Regions from separate parts of the Gossypium raimondii genome. Here region 1 is linked to region 2. A link is a contact called in public Hi-C data. All regions are on one chromosome and are shown on one strand. Each heading gives the region's core, a stretch centred on a gene start, on an enhancer-like site or on the middle of the called end of the contact. The rest is flanking DNA. Distances are from core to core; before and after follow the strand shown. Region 1 overlaps LOC105792647 (protein DETOXIFICATION 21). Region 2 holds the start of LOC105792646 (NADH--cytochrome b5 reductase 1).

Region 1 (2,700 bases), core at 148-2,647, 34 kb after region 2:
TTGCATAAAAATTTCATTTTCAGGGTGTTTGGGTTGGCATGTTGCTAGGAATATTTGTTCAAGCTCTTGTACTTATTATTATCATCTGGAAAACTGACTGGGACAAACAGGTAAGCTTCAAACTTTCCTTGTTTCAAAAACAACATACTCTGATATTATATATATATATATATCATTTATCTGCAGGTTCTCTTGGCTCAGTCGCGAGTTAACAAGTGGTTTGTACCAAATTCCAGGGAAACAAACAACCACCAAGAAAATGGTGCTTGAAGGGGCTAATCCTCTTTTTCTTTCTAGTTAAACCCGTTAATATCGAATGATTCAATCGATTAAAACGAATTATGTTGGATTTATATAAGATAGAAAGTTAGACAATAAATTTAATATTAAAAATTTATAATTGATAATCAACTAACATAATCTATTATAAACTACTTTGATTCAACTCACTCGATGAAAATTCATTTGGTTCGATCACATCTTAGCATCTTTCTATCCCGTGCACCATGACCCACTTGATAATTCATGATAATTCTGCTACACTTTTTTATAATATCTCAAAATCATGTCTTATCACAACTTAAAAAGGTTCTCCATGATTGTACCACTAATCCTATACGTAAAACATTTATCGAGGACACTTGCATAAATCTCCTCGTTCATGTATGCTCTCCTTCATCACTCAAAAGATTTAAGGGTAAACTATATTGCAAGTCACCCAATTATGTTTAAGTTTTTGTTTCGGTCATTCAACTATAAAAAGTTACAAAATGATCATTCAATTAATCGCGTTTGTCTTTTTTGGTTCAGTTCGGTTAACTGTCAGTTAAACCTAATCATGAGTCGGGCCACTTGCTCAGGCCCAAAGGCCCACCCAAAAAGTGGAAGAATTTGGGAAAAAATATAGGCCCGAAAAAATAGGTTTTGACAAAAAATAATGTCCGTTTTCTAAACAAGTCAGGCCTTGGGTAAGATTTTTTTGGCTCAGGCCCGTCCGAAATTGCTTATTTTTTTTTACTGTTGTTTTGCTATCGTTTGTTGTTATTTGCTGTAATTTTGATGTTGTTTTGCTACCATTTTGTTACTATTGTTTAGATATTGTATAACTCTTGTTTTATTATCAATTTTGTTACTATTTTAGGGTCATTTGCTTGCTAAGTTACAACTATCTTAATCTTATTTAAGTATGAAAACTTGTTTTGAATGTATTTCCAATTTATTGGAAAACACTTATTTTAATGTTTTTATTTTATTTAATGTATTGTATCTTTTAAATTTATTTTTATATAAAAAATAATATAAATTTTTTTTAATACGGGTAGGCTTAGCCGGACTCAAGTTTAGCATTTTTTATTTGGACCGGGCCTGAACAAAATTTTAGGCCTATTTTTCAGGCAGGGCTTGGGCCTAGAAAATGGGTATAAAATTTTGTATCGGCCCAACTCAAACCCCACCCATGATGAGGTCTACTGTCAATAACTTTGTGAAGAAGAGGAGAAGTGAATTCAAAAATTGATATAATAATAAATTTAGCCCTTAATATTTACGTATCATATTAATTAGGTCATGATTTAAAAAAATAACTTTCAACATTTACATATTATTTTAAATTATTCCTAATTCTAAAAAAAATTAAAAAAATAATAACAATAATCATTTTTGAGAATGAAAGATCTTTTGGGTCAATAGAGAAGGATAGATTGGAAATTGACACATCTAAACCAACATGTCTTTAATTAGATTTTATTTGTTTTTTTTTAAATTTATATATATTTCTCACTAAATGTGAGAATTTCAAATATTATATATAAACAGTTAAATATATATTTTTTTTTTGTTTTTGTCTACAAAAGATGAACTGCCATGAAGTTTTGGATTTGCCAGATTTTTGGAAGATCTTAGCCATCAAAATTGAATATTTTTGAACCACATATATCATAAGATTTAATCTGAAATATTATATAATTGTATTGAGATTACACATTATATTAAAGAAGTAAGAGTACGAGATTATTGAAATATTGAGAATTCAAATACCATAATTTTATTCTGAAATATAATAATAGGTGCCATAAATATAACATTCTTAGACAAATGTTTTATTGTATAAAAACGAGGGTAGAATCATGAAAAACCATGGTTTTAAGATATTATAAAAAAATAGTAACGGAATTATTAGGAAATGTGAAGTAAGTAGTAATATAACCCAATGTTGGTCCATATCATTGAAGCAACTTCCAACCATAGGATGGTTTTTAACTTCCTTTGTAGTCAAATTCACCATTAAATTTGTGGCCCAGAAATCACATTTTCTGTATTTTCAAACTCCGTCATTAGTTGGGTTCTTAATTTCTTCAACTCCTCCATTTCGTTTGTTTGACTTGTGCCCATATCCAAACCATTAATTTGGGGGTTAATAATAGTTTTCATAATTTTGGGGTTTAATTAAAATGTTTAAAATTTTAAGAGGGCTAATTAGAGGGTTTGATTAAATTCTTTTAAACTTTTGAAAGTCTATTAAGTTATTTTAAAATTTTTAAAAGGTTTAATTAATTTTTTTTTAATTTTAAAGAGACCTAATTAAAATTTTGGAGAGACTAATGTGACATTCCACCCGTGCTGTCATCATACGTATTCTGAAAATCATGATTATAAGTTGGCTATCAATGATTTACATGTTCAAAATACATAATCTTTTAT
Region 2 (2,700 bases), core at 153-2,652:
TCCACTGACATTCCAGCATCACCTATATTTAAATATGCATTTCCTTTCCCCATAATACGTGCATCAAATTTTTCCTTTCCTTTTAATTTTGCAAAAGAATCATCGGAGATCATCCCATCCCGATCACCTGCACTTATTTCCGTATTATCCAATCCATTTAAGGTCGAGAATCTTGATCCCAAACTCGTCTTTTCTAGAGCCCCCTCCCTTTGATTACGTTGATCCCTCTGTCCTTGTCGTGCTCTTCGCTCCACCACCATCCATGGTTCGAACGTCAAACTTTCACCATTGATCGTTGAATTTGATGACTCCGAATTATCACTATTTTTTTCGGTCTCAAAGCTTGTCTCTGTCGCTGGCGAAGTGCACATCTCTTTCAAGTAACCATATTTTCCACACGAAAAACATGTGGTTGGCAAGGCTTTATATTCCACCCGAATTAGTTCCCCATTCACCAAAACTTGGGACACCAAAGGTCTATCAAGATCTACAAAAACTGTCATTCTAGTGAAACAGCCCCTAGTTTTTTTATCAGTGTTGAAATCGAGCTTGGCCACTTTGTCCACCAGTCCTCCTACTACTTCCAAAATTCCAAAACCTGGAAGACCCGACATTCTGATCCATGCCAATAGCACACTCGGATAAGGTTTCTTAAGGTTGAAAATTTTTGTCCATGACTGAACAGGGAGGTATTGACCATATATAATCTATGATCCTTGCGTAAGGACTTTATTATAATCCTCAATACACTAAAGTTTAGCCAGTAAATAGTCATTCTCAGTATCCATTAGATGAAACGATTTTGGAGGTCGTCGTAAACTACTGATCCGATTAAACAAGGCGACGTATCTAATATTTTGACCCAACAACTTCAACACTCCGTTGTCTCCATGTCCTTAAAAAGGATCTATTAGATACGATCTGAAAACTAAATAGCTAGAATTCCATTAACCATGGACTTCTTAACGCCACCTTCCAAAAATTCCAAATCTTCAACAATATCAACCTTAGTATATCGGAATCCTTCCTCTTGAACTGAAACCCCTTTCCCCAGCAGCATCTGTTTCCAAGAAACTTTTAGTTACGGATCCAAATCCACGGCCATATCATCATGAACATCACCATCACCCTCTTTAAATCGGATTTTTTTTGTTTCCCGATCATCAGCAGACCGAGATTCAGAGATCTTATCCTTTTCCAGAGAAATATCCATTGAACGAAGAAAAATTATATTCATGAATCAATTAATTCAATGCCTCTTAACCAATACCTCAAACCCAACCAATCGGTTTGGTCAAATCCTGAAAACACATAATTATAAAAATTTAAAAATTAAATCGATTGAACGTCATACACTCATATTTGACTGATGACATCAATATATATATTTTTTCTTATAAGAAATGAGCTCTGCTAAATGGGTTGCCGATTACACCAAATGTTTACAAATTTTGACTCCCTTTCTCTTCTCTGCCAGGAACTGAGCCAAAACAAAATAAAGCACCTTTTGCATGAGTTAAAACAAGGAATAAATACCCCATTTTTCCTCCCCTGTCCTATCCATTAATTAGAAATTTGGGGGTCTTTTTATTAGAACTTAGAAAGATAAGATCTTGGGGTATAGTTGGAATCAGGATCATGGATTTGGAATTCTTGCAATCTATGGATATTCAGATTCTTGTTGGTGTAGCTGTAGCTGCTTTAGCCATTGTTGTTGGTGCTGTTTATCTGTTTGCCTCTACGAAATCCAAAGGTTTTGCCTTTTTCCATATCTTTTACCAGTATTGATTGATTGTTCTTGGAATTTCACTTATTGGGTGTACCAAATTCTGGATTTTTGTGTGTTTATATCTATTGGTTAATGGGGTTTTCGTTGGTTCGTTTGGTACTGATTCAGATATTAGCTTCCTGTTGTTAGTGAATAGAAGATGAAACTGGAAATATAGAAGATGAAACTGGAAATTGTTGCAATTGTTTTGCTATTGTTCTTGATTTGTTCTGGTTCTTGCTTGTTTTGGGGATTATTAATTGAAAGTATGGTAGGATATAGTTCTGTTCTTCTTTAGATTATGAAATCAGATGCTGGATAGTGGATGACTGACACAGTCATGTGATTGCTAATCAAGTTGTTTCGGATTCCATAAGTATTGAATGCCATGCTTAATTGCAGACTTGAGGCAGTGAGCAATTATAGCTTTGCTTTCTAAGTTAGCTTAATGACTGATCGAGGCTGGTATTATGTGGCTCTTATAAAGAACATTGTACAATGGAAGCACTATTAAGTTGCTCACCTAGTTGTATGTGCTTTTAGGCTGTCTAGATCCAGAGAATTTCAAAGAGTTTAAACTTGTGAAGCGCCAACAGCTGAGCCATAATGTGGCGAAGTTCACATTTGAACTTCCTACACCTACTTCAGCTTTGGGTCTTCCCATTGGACAGCATATAAGTTGCAGGTTAAGTTGATTGTATTTATCTTTCTCGAATTTCCAAAAACTTCTGATCGTGAATATCATAAAAGTTGGATTTTTTTCATTTTAATAGGGGCAAGGATAGCCAAGGTGAAGAGGTTATTAAACCATATACACCTACAACATTGGATTCTGATGTTGGTTATTTCGAATTAGTTATTAAGGTACTTGCTTGAAACTTCTTGCTGGTTGGAGTTGACCTTGTGTGATATTATACTTATCCGGGTGCTCA

Evidence for each region. A called contact is a pair of places that touch in the nucleus more often than the background predicts.
Region 1: a contact with region 2 is called in a Hi-C map of leaf, with 2.5 times the contacts expected there. The contact joins the enhancer-like site here to the promoter of LOC105792646 in region 2. A contact is called at or near these places in 2 of 2 Hi-C or Micro-C datasets (both in leaf).

Annotation. Positions count from the first base shown.
Region 1 is chr8:59,494,899-59,497,598 of ASM2569854v1, forward strand. It overlaps LOC105792647 (protein DETOXIFICATION 21), which reads left to right. Exons shown (of 9, transcript XM_052634315.1): 9 at 187-449. The coding sequence ends at 270. Among protein-coding and RNA genes, the nearest start is that of LOC105792647, 12 kb to the left of the region's middle. Within about 2 kb of position 1,398, the one cell type or tissue checked has open chromatin away from gene starts, as enhancers often do. A contact at or near this core is called in leaf, where this site is marked.
Region 2 is chr8:59,460,852-59,463,551 of ASM2569854v1, forward strand. It overlaps LOC105792646 (NADH--cytochrome b5 reductase 1), which reads left to right and starts at 1,403. Exons shown (of 9, transcript XM_012621308.2): 1 at 1,403-1,753; 2 at 2,312-2,453; 3 at 2,542-2,632. The coding sequence starts at 1,639.